2 separate regions of the Mus musculus genome follow, and region 1 is linked to region 2. Evidence: chromatin contacts called from public promoter capture Hi-C data. All regions are on one chromosome and are shown on one strand. Each heading gives the region's core, a stretch centred on a gene start, on an enhancer-like site or on the middle of the called end of the contact. The rest is flanking DNA. Distances are from core to core; before and after follow the strand shown.

Region 1 (6,235 bases), core at 1,496-3,995, 590 kb after region 2:
TCTGTCGTCCTTAGGTGAATACCTCAGCCACAAAACTCCTACAGATGCTTGGCTCACTCCTCTCAAGAAAGACACAGCCTTCTGTTTAAGTGTTTGTGTTTCCCGGATTTATTCACCCTCATTCCAAACTCTACATCTCAGGCCACTTCATTCCACCTCCATGGCCTGCACAGTTTCCTCAAGAAGTTCCAGGGTCAGGGGTCTCACTTCCCGGGTCAGGACAGGTGTGGTTCCAGGAGCAAATCGGTAACGGCCAGCTCTAGAAGGGAGGAGGGCCAGCCTTTTAGAATGCAGCCTGTCCATGCACACGTGTGAACACACACAGAGCCCTCCCTTCCTGTGCTCTTACCTCTGCACAGGCTCGGTGGGGGTGCTCAATGCTCTCTGCAGCTTGGCACCCCCTGCAGTGATCACACAGGCATCCACATTGCCCCCAGAGCCCAGGTCACTCAGGATCCCTGCTGTGATGGCTTCCACCAACAGCTCTTGCGCAGCCTCCAGCTGGGTAGTGGAAATGAGGTTAAATGGACCTAGTGTTACCACACTCTAACCAGGGGACTTGTTAATCTTGAAGTCTAGACAATTTGCTCTTTATGTAAGCTCAACCTCCTTTCTCTCCATCCATTGAAAATTCCAGTCCCTTGGCTTCTGACCCCCTCTCCTCCAAAACTGTGTGCCCTCCACTCACTGTCCTCTGTACAAACTTCTCAGTGTTGCTTACATGTACCCCCCCCCAAGTTGTCTTCCCACCCAGTCTGTCACGTGTTTCTCTCTGGGCCTTAGTTATCTCTGAAGCACATAGTCACTTACTTCTATCCCACTCCCAAGTCCAATCTCAAACATCATTTACCTCTTCCTTCAGTAATGATCCGTTGTGAGCTTCTGCTTCTCTCTGTGGTCTAAGCTTGGTTCCTGACTGGCCCTCCCATCTTCAACTTTACTCAGTCCCTACTCAGTTGTCCCCTTCACACCTACAAGCCTTTCTTATTTCTATACTTGGCTAGGGTTTTTCAGCACTCCCCGCCAGTGAGCATGAAGAAGTCGCTCACCGTCATGTTTGGCTGGAACCGGTCTTCCAACAGTGCCACGGCTGCACCCTGACCAGAGCCTGCAGGTGGGAAGGGGCATCCGAAGTCAGTTGTTAGCTGCGGAGGTACAAACCTTGAAGGTGGGGTTGCAGGAGCAGGATTCGTGTGATTTAAAGGGTGGAAGAGCTCACCAAGGGCAGTAAAGGGCAGACGGCTGTAGGAACCATGTGGGTGCACCTCGTAGAGCTGAGGTCCGTTCAAATCAACCCCGCCCACGACCAGTGATGCCCCCACGTGGCCTTGGTACCTGTGGAGGAGCAGGCAGGGTTAATGTTAGCAGACAGGCCCCGCCCATTACACTGCCTTTTGGTCTGAGTCCCACCCCTTCCTTTGGCCTGGCGTCCTGCAATTGACGCTGCCTCTTCCGGAACTCAGCTTGGTCTGTCTTCTTCCGGTCTCCCTGCAGGTCGCAGCCCCGCTCCCCCCCACTCCACGTCCCGCCTCCTGTCAACTCCACCCACCTGCAGATACCCCGTTTAGGGGTCATCTTAGCCCCACTTGCTCACCGGAAAAGCGTCTGGCGCAGGATACGGGTGACCGTGGCCACCCGAGGCTCACGGCCGGTGGACAGCGCATGTAGTTCCATCTTGGAAGCTGCCATCCGCGTAGTCATCTCAGTGTCCGCAGCTACTCCAGCCCCACAGCAGCTAAGGGACAAAGGGATGGTGGATGTGGACAGGGACGTGCAGGGACAAAGTAGGGAGTGAGCGACAGTGCAGCTTATGTTTGAATATGGGGACTGGTCCGGGGCATACTGACTAGATTTTAGGGGCGATGAAGTGGATCTTCTCGCAGCTTTTGTCCGCCACAACCGAATCGTTAGTGGCCCGCGTGTCCGCTCCCAGGATGACTCCATCCTGCAGAGGCAGAGCCCAGCCTTAATGCCCACCTGATCTCCGCAGTGGCTGCCCTTCTAGCCCTCCAGCCCTTATCACCCCGCTTACTCGGAACACAAGCCCCGCGATGGTAGTCCCGGTCTTGCGTGCATGAGGAACCCGAAGTCCCGGAAGGACGTGTTCCAAGGACGCATTCCTGGAAACATTGGGGTGACTCGCGTTTCAGTTCTGCATCAAGGGAGGGTCCCTGAACCGGTCCCCAAACCCATTTCTACTCATCTCCTGGCTTAAGCCCCTACTTGGTCACCCAACATAGGGTTCCCCCACTCCACCAATAAAACAAGGCACCAGCAGTTCGTGACTAGAACTCCACTCCCCTTTCACCTCTGGCAGTTCTCGAAAGAGAAGCCTCCTGTGGGTTCCACTGCCTGCTTCAGCATCTCGCAGGAAGGCCAAGTGAGAATGCGGGGGTCTCGATGAGTGGATCAGCCAGGGGGAGCAGAGGCGTCTGTCCTGGCTTCTGTGGGGTTTTTCCGGACGCTTCCTACTTTCGCTTTCACCCCCACCCTAGTTCAGAGGCTGTTGGCTGCTGTGTGCATCTTCTCTTTCACTTTCGTCTTTGCTGCTAGTCCCAGATAACTTGAGGAAGGGGCTATTACACTCCTTGCCAGACCTATGGTGCGCCTTAGATCCTCCATTCCCATCTCTGCTGACACCCCCTGAGCACTGCAGGCACATACATGTATTCAGGTAAAACACTCACACACATAACCCCTTAAAAGTAAGTAGAAATGAAGCCCTTGCAGGCTTAGTTATGTGTGTGAGTGAATGTGGTATGTGCATGCCACATGCCCACCAAGGTCAGAAGAGGGCATCAGATTCCCTGGAACTGAAGTTACAGATGATCATGAGCCACCATGTGGGCGTGCCACCACGTGGGCGTTGGGAACCAAACTCAGGTCCTCTCCAAGTGCAAAAAAATGCTCTTAACTTCTGAGTGCTTGCTCTCTCTCTCTCTCTAATGTCTCACATTAAATCTTCTTTAGATGAACTGTCTTTTCTTCAGATCCTAAACTTTTTTTTTGGGGGGGGGGGGCGCTTGAAAAACTGTTTTTCAGTGTAGTTGAGTGTAGCCCTGTCTGCCCTGGAATAAGCTCTGTAGACAAGGTTGGCCTGGATGAGAAGATTAAAGGCATGTGTACCACCACGTGGCCCTAATTTTTTAATTTTTTTATGGCTTATTTTATGTGCGTTGGTGTTTTGCCTGCATGTCTGTGTGAGGTGTCAGCTCCCCTAAAACTGGAGTTACAGACACTTGTGAGCAGCCATGTGGGTGCTGGGTATTGAACCAGGGTCCTCTGGAAAAACAGCTTCTTTCAACAGACGCTGAGCCATCTCTCTAGCCCCATTTATTTGTTTGTTTTTTCGAGACAGGTTTTCTCTGTATAGCTCCGGCTGTCATGGAATCCAAGTTCTTACATTAACAATCCCCAGCCCCAATATCTTAAATTCTATTTATTTGTTTGTGTTTTGGGGACAGAATCTCTGTGGTCTTGGCTGTCCTGGAACTGTGTGTATCAGAGTGGCCTACAGAGATCTGCCTGCCTCTGCCTCCCAAGTGTTGAGTTGAAGGCGTGCACCACCATGCTTTATTATAAATTTCTGTATCCAACCAGAACTCAAAAGTCGACTTCAAATCCTATTTCTCTGTGTCCCCATTCTAACAGCCATATACCCAGATCTGAATATTGTCCTGGGCCCCTAAGAAGGAAGCCACAGAGCAAGCTTCCTGAGCAGCTCAACTAGGACAATGAAAATCTATTTACATATCTCAAAGTCAGTCCAGTCTGGGGCCTTAGCAAAGCCCACTGAACCCCGTGTTCCCCTAAGCCCAGATCAAGCATGCATCAGCCAGGTGATGCAGGTTATCTAAGGAACCTAGTAGTGCCTTCCCCTTAACCCATAACAAACACCCTGCACTTATTTATAACAGCTAGGTCTTTATTCAGGGGGTGGGGGACTTGGGCTGGCAGCTGGCGACTTAGGAGTGCGGTAGGCACCCAGTAGGATGGCATTGATATGCTCCAGTGTCTTATTGCTGAAGACCATGTTGAGGTGATCTGTCTCGTTCATGGGCAGCAAATGTACGGGCTGCGACTGGCGGCCCTGCCACTGGCCACAGAGCTCAGTGCTGCGGGTGGCTACGGTGTCGTCCCCATCTTCATAGAGTGCAGCCACGGGGTCTTTGTAGGGGAAGTTGTGGTCATAGATGTAGGTGTGGGGTGTGGGTCTGCCCACACCGTAGAGACAATATACTTCTACACCAGGTGCGGGGAGGCGCTCCAGTAGGTCACGAGACTGAAGAAACATGTGCCAGCCTTCTTCAAAATGCAGATCTGTGAAAAAACGCTCAAAGTCTTGGACGGTGTAGTTGAAGTTTGGTGTGGAAATGAACACATGGTCTTCAGGCCACACGTGAGGGGCTGGGAGCATCCAGGGGGAAGTCGTGGTTATGCGCTGCTCCTCTTTCAGCTTTATGTTGGACAGGATGGGGATGCCCTGGTTGTCACCTAGGACAGGGGAGAACAAGGTGGGACAGGGAGCTGGGCCTGGTCCACAGTTTACCTCGGCAAAAGCACTCCACCTTGTTTCTGCCACAACCTGATCTTGATTCCAAAACACAGACAAGAGCAGGCCTGGTGTTCGGTTAAGTGCTCCGTATGCTTATTTGCGGGGGCTGGAGAGATGGCTCAGCGGTTAAGAGCACTACTGTTCTTATGAAGGTCCTGAGTTCAAATCCAACAACCACATGGTGGCTTACAACCATCTGTAATGGGATCTGATACCCTCTACTGGTGTGTCTGAAGACAGCTACAGTGTACTTACATATAAATAATAAATAAATCCTAAAAAAAATAAAAATAAGGGCTGGAGAGATGGCTCAGTGGTTAAGAGCACTGACTGCTCTTCCAAAGGTCCTGAGTTCAAATTCCAGCAACCACATGGTGGCTCACAACCATCTGTAATGAGATCTGATGCCCTCTTCTGGTGTGTCTGAAGACAGCTACAGTGTACTTAGATACAATAATAAATAAATCTTAAAAAAATAAAAATTAAAATAAATAAATAAAAGAGGCTATGCTGGTAAGACAGAGCTCAAACAGGGAAGACGACAGGGAAGATGGGGCCTCAAACAGAGTGTATGACAGTTAAAGAGAATAAGGGATATGTGTTTGTGTGTGTGTGTTGGCTATTCTTCCTTAGGTCCTCTGCCTATGCTACACAGTGGTCACAGGACTGCATTTCAGGAGATTTAGACAGTATCTGTTTTGGTTTCTTTGGGTTTTGTTTTTGTTTTTTTTGAGACAGGGTTTCTCTGTGTAGTCCTGGCTGTTCTGGAACTTACTCTGTAGACCAGGCTGGCCTCAAACTCAGAAATCTGCCTGCCTCTGCCTCCCAAGTGCTGGGATTAAAGGCGTGTGCTACCACTGCCCGGCAATGGTATCTGCTTTACATCCAGTCGTACAGTCTGGTGGATCACTCACTAGACTGTAAACTTCACAGTGAAGGCTAAGTCTGGCTACGCCCAGTATACGGTGGTGTTTAGTGAGCAGTAGCTGTATTAGTACTGGGTCCCTGGGGCTACTGCACAAACAGGAGCAAGAAGGATCCCTAGGTTTGGCCCTGCCGTGGCAGATCATGTCCTCAATGAAACAGATTCCTGGGCACAGGGGCTCTGGGAGGTAAAATGTAGCTAAAAGCCATAGTGTACAGGACTTGGGGGCTACCAGGAGCAAATCTGGGGTTGACAGACGACTGGGATTGGCTTCCTCTATCAGCACTCAAGGACTCTGGAAGGAGATGTCCAAATGGTTGCTGCTTTCAAGGGGCTAAAGGACAACAGGTGTGCCCTGACAGACAGACAGACAGACAGACAGACAGACAGACAGACAGACAATATCCCCGGGGCAACACTGAGCAGAGCTGGAGTGACGGCTAGCTAGCTCTGTGATCTGCTTCACTCCTCCTTACCCCACACTGGATGACCACGCCCAAGAGGCTCCTCACCTGAGGCCAGGATCCGCATGGCCTTGATGGAACCACCCCACGGAGCCCCGAGAGAGATAAAACCATCAATGAAGTGGTCCTTCCAGGACTGAGGCTGCCGCAGTAAGAAGTGGAGCACATGCAGACAGCCAAGGCTATGCCCAATGAGGAAGACAGGCTTCCCATAAGCGGCATACATCTCCTCTACCAGGCCAGCCAGCTTCTTGTAGTATTCATCCTGCTGGTCTGAAGACGAGTAGATAG
Region 2 (6,052 bases), core at 868-3,367:
CCCTTCCCAAAGCCGGGGTGGGGGGTGGGGGGTGGGGTAGAGGCAGTTCTCCCTGCAGCAGGTAGGAGATCCTAAAGATGGTCCTGTCAGATCAGGAAGTACAGAGCTGGGTGGGGCTCGGAGTGTCCTCAGTTACGGAGCAGAGAACAGGACACAGCACCTGGTTGGGGAGACAATTTTATATCCATTCATATTTCTACACACACACACACACACACACACACACACACACACACACACACCACGCACACTGAACTCAGGGGCCTTGTTGTACAGATAAAAACATGCAATGAGTTTTCTAAATGAAGAAGAGGTTCTGAATCTCGTTTTTGAACACGCCAGGCCTGGTCCCACTGTGAAGAAGGGTCTAGAGTAAGAGAAGTATCGTCTGCTCTCTAGCCTTATACATGCATGGATTTGTGATACTGGGGATCGAACCCAGGGCCTTGCACATACTAGGCAAAGTGCTACCGTCTCCGTCATCACCTTATTCCTGGCCACGGATTTTCATTAGTATTGCGGGTAAGTGGACTCAGTTCCACACCCCTTTCTCCCTGGTCTGTCTAAACAGTTGCAATTCTGCACCCTTTTCTCTGTAGTCCGTATACTAAATGCCAGGTGACCTCAGACTGGGCAAGCTTCCTCCAGACCCCTCTGAACAGAGCAGTAGAAGAACACAAAGTAGACTACGCAGAAAACTCTGGAGGTGGGCAGTATGCTGCATTCTTCCAGCTGTGGTCTTAAAGAGCTGGGGCTCTGCCTGGCCACTGGCCACTCCCCAGGCCAAGTTTCGCCGACCCCCTCCTGACTGCACTTGGAGGCAGGGCTGGCTGCAACGCGAGGAATGCAGTTTAGAGGCCTGGAGCCTAGGGCACATTCCAGGGGAGACCCCGGGGCTAAGGGCCATGTTTACGCAACCCCGCGCCCAATTGTGGCACCCCATCAACTCCCTCCCATCTCCCTCACAGCTCCCAGCTAACCCGCAGGTCAGGAACCCTGGGGGGTGGTAGTGTGTATGCCTCTGGGAGTCCTGGCCCGGAAAAAGCAAGCCGGAAAGGGATGCCTGCGGGGAGGTGGAGGGGAGGCCAGCAGGAGGGGAGGGGTGGTCCTGCTGGACATACGGAAAAATGCCTCTCTAACTGAGCAAAGTCGGCCTAGGAACGTCGGCAACTAGGGTAGGCCAGCGGTTTAAAATTAGACTGATCCACCCCCTCCCTTCCAGGCGTAGGCCACCAGCGGCGGGCCTAAGGGACCATGGGGGCGGTGACGCAAAGGGCTTTCCCACCCGGGCAGCCTCCCATGAGCGCACGGCCGCTTCCAAGGGACTCCTCTCATCCTGGCTGGGACTCCAGTCTTCAACAGCGCTGGAGAGACTGTATTCCAAGGACCCAACCCAGCCGGTAGCCTCGATCCCTTCTATGATTGCTCCCTAAACCCGCCCCTCTTTGGGGCCCCGCCCCCGACTACCTGGAGCAGGTGGAAGTCTGTCCCTTCCCAACTCCACTTCCCCAATCCGCTACAACCACAGCAGCAACCCTGGCAAAGAGGCAGCGAGGGGACTCCAAGCACCTCTTCAGGAGGGCCTAACTTTCAAGGGAAGCCCGAGTGGAACAAATCACAAACTCTCATTTGGCTTCTATACTGTCCCCTCAACTTGAGTCTCCCCCTGTAGGCAGAGGAGCATAGACCTTAGGACCCCGGCCGGAGACTTTTCTGGAGGCGAGCACCCGCCCGTGACGATCTCTCTCCTAGAAGCACTGTCTGTCCACCGCCCACCTCAACCTCCGCAGCGCCCCTCACCTTAAGAGGCGCCCCCAGGAGTCGGTGCAGAGCAGGGATCTGCGCACTCAGGGGCAGAGCCCCGTCCAGGCTGCAGGTGGGGGCCCGGCGTGGTTCCGGGAAGTTGGCACAAGCGAAAGGGTCGGTGTCTTCCAGGTACTGCACTCTCACAGTTACCACGGATACTGGGTCCCCATCCCCGCGCTCTTCCTCGCCCGCCATGGCTCTGCCACCGGCTACCGCTGGACGCCTCTTGTGTCCCCTGCAAATGCTGCAACTTCAACTCGACTAAACTTTGCTGTTAGGGCCGGGCCAGGCTGGGCCGGACGCTCGCGGCTCGAGGGGCGGAGCCAGATGAAGGTAGGACCAAGGAAGGGGGTGGAGCCAAGACTGAGCGGCGAGCGCGCGCTCGGGGTTAACCACCGCCGGAGGCGGCGCTTGGGCCAGCCACTCAGAGAGCTGGTGATCCCGTTAGTTCCATTGCTAGGAGGGCGGGAAAACCCGAGCTCCCGCTCCGCCTCAGAGCAGAGGGCGGGGAGACTTTCTTTAGATTTGGTATGGGCGAGGCTGCAGCGGATCTTTGTAAGGATTTTTAGGGCAGATGGGGGGGGGGGGGTAAATCTCTTCGGATAATCTGGGTAGCTGGGCCACTCTCAAGGGACGAGATGGGACTAATTGCTAGCTTGAAAGACAAATGAAAGCATTTCTCTCATTTGGGGAAAGCAGTAAGAAGAATCTCTTTCAATGTGGAATAAGAAGTGGAAATAGATTTTATATTTGAAAGAAGAGGTGGATTCAGTCCCCTTTAGCTGTGGGGGCAAAAAAAAAGAGGACGGGTGCTCTTTCTCGAAAAAGAATGGGATGAGTCACTGTGAGGAGGCAGGTAGCACATGTTTTTTCGGCTTGGGTGATGAATGAAAAGTGGAGACATTCTTCGGTTTGGGGCGAGATGAGTCAAATGCCCCAAGTTGTTCCTAATTTAAAGGGAATTCCATAAGGTCCTCTCAGATCCATGGAATAGGCAAACAGTTCCCTGTAGTTTGAAGGAAAGGGAAGGCGGCGCCTCTGGGCTCTGGAGAGATGAGGAATAGCCAGCTTTTCAGCCTGGAAAGAGCCGGGTCCGTCCCGGCCTTGAGGTTTCTGGGTACGTTGAGAGCACCGTTGTCCATTAGGCTTTCTGGGTGTGCCCAGTGCGCGTGCGCAGCTGTGGTCCGGTAGGGGGGTCCCAGGTTTTGGAGATCGTGCTGGAAGGCGGCAGCGCACCGCCCCCTGCGGTTTTCTCAGCTTAGCACTGGGACCCGCAGCCTGAGCACCTGGGACGGGTGGCCCGCTGCTGGGCGGTGTTCTGCAGTAGCTGCGCTTGTCTCTGCTTCCCGAGACCCCCGTCCTTCTTGGTGCTCCGGGACGCGGTGGCTGGTCACCTTTCTGAATCCGGAGGAGAGGCGGTTTAGGAGAGCACACTCGAAAGAGTGGGTTTCAGGACTCGAGGGGTTAGGAGGGTTATGCTGGGGAATTTCCGGAGATGAGATTAACCTAGAAGAGATGGAGGAGGGGATCCTAACTGCTAGGATCCTGGGCAGGGTCTCGGGGTCCGGACCTGGCCTGGGGGTATCGGAGCTCGGATTGGGGGGAGTGAGCCCCACGTGCCTGTGACGCGGGGGCGCCGGGTAGGCGGCGGCAGCGGCGGCGGCGGCGGCGGCAGCGACGCGGGGCCGGCGGCCGTGCAGTGCCCGGAGGACAGCAAGATGCTGAGCGCCGCACTGCTTCTTCTGCCCGGGTTGCCCCTGGCGGGGGCGGGGGCCACAGAAGAACCCACCCAGGAGTCCGGGCCGTTGGGTGAGCCTCCTCCAGGCTTGGCGCTCTTCCGCTGGCAGTGGCACGAGGTGGAGGCGCCCTACCTGGTGGCCCTGTGGATCCTGGTGGCCAGCTTAGCCAAAATCGGTGAGTGTGTGTGTGTGTGTGTGTGTGTGTGTGTGTGTGTGTGTGTGTGTGTGTGTGTTCGCGCGCCCGCACGCCAGGCTAGCGGCCCGCAGAGGACCCGCCCCCAAGCCCCTAGGTCTCCAGATTTGCGTCTTGCATTGTGCGGGGACTTAGGCTCCAATTCCACAAATCTGGGTTCTCTCCCATTTCCTGCTCTCTTGTGGGTCTCCCTTCTTGGTTGGTAGTTCAGGGGATTTGCCTTCCTAAGAGCTGCCTGTCGCCGCTCTCCTCTCACCGTTCCATCCTTAGACTCTTTCCCCCAGTTTCCCCTTCCCCTTGCAGTTAGCTCTCCTCAATAAACGTCAGTAAGGCCTCTCCTCCAGACGTCCAGCTTCTCAGAAACCTGTCAGCAATGAGGACGCAAGGGGACACTGAAGGGATGATATTCTCCTGGAAACCCTAGGCATTCTGGTTCTGAGAAATTTTCCTGCCCTGGAGAGACGGCCAAGAGTCTGAGATTTTAATATCTCCTGAGATAGCTAAAAGGCCACTTTTCCTATAGCATATCTCTCTACTCCACTTAAAGCTGTTGCCACCTTCTATAGCCCATTTGCAACCTCACCCTCCAATTCACATTCCTCTTTTCGATGTTTAAAAAACTTGCGTTTATTGGATCTTGACTGTGTGCTGGCTACCCTGGGTGCTTTCATATGTTCTCCCTCTTTCCGCCCTCACATTGAAGGCTGTGCTTCAGGTTCACACATTTTTCCCCCATCAGAGATGCTTTTCCTTGCCTCTCCCCGCTTTCTGGCAGCCAGTGGTCCCTCCTCCTCGATGGAGACCCTCCTCCTTTCTCACTGTTGTTCAAGCTCTGCTGTGGGGGTGACTAATTATAGCTGAGCGCTGCTACTCACTCTCCATCTATGCTGGCACAGCTTGTACTCCAGTCTCCCCAGTGAAACCTTCATGTAGGAATCCCACAGCCTAGTGTTTGCCTCCTTCTCCTGGGATATTGCTGGGGGTATAGAACGGGAAATGGAGATGTGATAGAACTCTCCACTCCACCTTGGCAGCCCTCAATTAATAATGGAGCTCTAAGTATCTTCAGGGGACCTGATTCTGCCAGAGAACTGATTTTTTCGTAGGTCGTGGGTTTGCAGGGATGGGGATGGGACATGCTCAGGGAAGAAGGAAACCAGAGATGGGGCTGGAGAGAGGAGGACCTGTGTCTGAGCTCACCTTAGAGGCCCAGCAGCAAGGTGTAGAAAGCAGCTTCAACTTGGAGTAAGGACTGCGTTTGTGGACAAGCCCATGGGTTGTAGAACAGCCTTCTCTTACTTAAAGTTTATAGCTTTAAACATCCTAAATAAACAGTGCCTTTTCTAGTTTGGATAATACCTCCTACAGAGGAAGACAATGAGTCCTCTCCAGCGAAAAAGGATGGGGGGGGGCGGGGTGGCATTCACAGTATTCTGGAACACCTTCCAGTTTCAAAACTAGAATGCCCTTTCATTCCATACATTTCCTTTCATTCAGTACATATAGATGCAGAGTCCCCTATGTTCTAGATAAGATGTAGGGCCTTTGGGTGCAGTTTCCAAAGGGCCTTGCTTTGGCATAAGCTTAAGGTTAATAAGGATCTTTCCCCTATCTGCCCGAGGGACTGGGCCATATGGGCTGTGTCCAACATGCAAGAACCCAAGGGAGAACCATATTAGGGACAAAGGTAGGAGAAGCAATAATGTCAGAAATCCTTTTCTTAGACCCTCTTCCCCTAGAGACAGATATGTTTCTTTTCTCCAGAGTCAAATGTAATTAATATTTGTTGAGAGCCTACTGTGTGTCTGACACCAAGCTAGGCACACTTGCCCATCTTGTATACTCTGTCCCTGCCCTTTGCGATGGATGTTTTTCTTACGCCAAAGGAGAGAAACTGAAGTTTAGGTAGATCAAAGAACTCGCCTGATGGTTTGGAGACTTGGGTCAGTGGCTAAGAGCACCTCCGGTTGAGGACCCAGGTTCAGTTCCCAGGACCCACATGGCAGCTAACGTCAGACCATGGCTCAATTTCCAGAGGATCTGTGGGCTCCTGCACTCATGTGGTACACAAATACACGTTATAAATAAATAAATAAATAAATAAATAAATAAATAAATAAATTTATTTCCTAGGATCACATCATTAGACCCTGATAAGGTCAAGGGGCTTTGAGATCTGACTGCTCTCTGCAAAGCTTGCTCGGTCTCTCTCTCTCTCTCTCTCTCTCTCTCTCTCTTCCTCCCTTCCTTTCCTTCTTTCTTTATTGAGACTGAGAGTACTATACAGCCCTGGCTAGTCTGGAACTCACACGCA

What was found. Promoter capture Hi-C pulls out the DNA fragments that hold promoters and counts their contacts.
Region 1: a contact with region 2 is called in a promoter capture Hi-C map of neural stem cells. The contact joins the promoter of Psmb10 here to the promoter of Fhod1 in region 2. A contact is called at or near these places in 10 of 39 promoter capture datasets (the 3T3-L1 cell line, 3T3-L1-derived adipocytes, the HPC-7 cell line and 7 more) and 1 of 484 Hi-C or Micro-C datasets (LSK cells).

The regions. Positions count from the first base shown.
Region 1 is chr8:105,935,647-105,941,881 of GRCm38.p6, forward strand. Psmb10 (proteasome (prosome, macropain) subunit, beta type 10) reads right to left here and starts at 2,746. Exons shown (of 8, transcript NM_013640.3): 1 at 2,309-2,746; 2 at 2,033-2,120; 3 at 1,848-1,945; 4 at 1,595-1,735; 5 at 1,220-1,335; 6 at 1,050-1,108; 7 at 350-501; 8 at 82-259. The coding sequence starts at 2,364. The coding sequence ends at 148. Lcat (lecithin cholesterol acyltransferase) reads right to left here. Exons shown (of 6, transcript NM_008490.2): 5 at 5,993-6,217; 6 at 3,905-4,494. The coding sequence ends at 3,926.
Region 2 is chr8:105,345,853-105,351,904 of GRCm38.p6, forward strand. Fhod1 (formin homology 2 domain containing 1) reads right to left here and starts at 2,118. Exons shown (of 22, transcript NM_177699.4): 1 at 1,801-2,118. The coding sequence starts at 2,001. Slc9a5 (solute carrier family 9 (sodium/hydrogen exchanger), member 5) reads left to right here and starts at 2,406. Exons shown (of 16, transcript NM_001081332.1): 1 at 2,406-3,720. The coding sequence starts at 3,525. Gm46049 (a long non-coding RNA gene) reads left to right here. Exons shown (of 4, transcript XR_003947441.1): 2 at 343-522; 3 at 600-986; 4 at 1,223-1,804.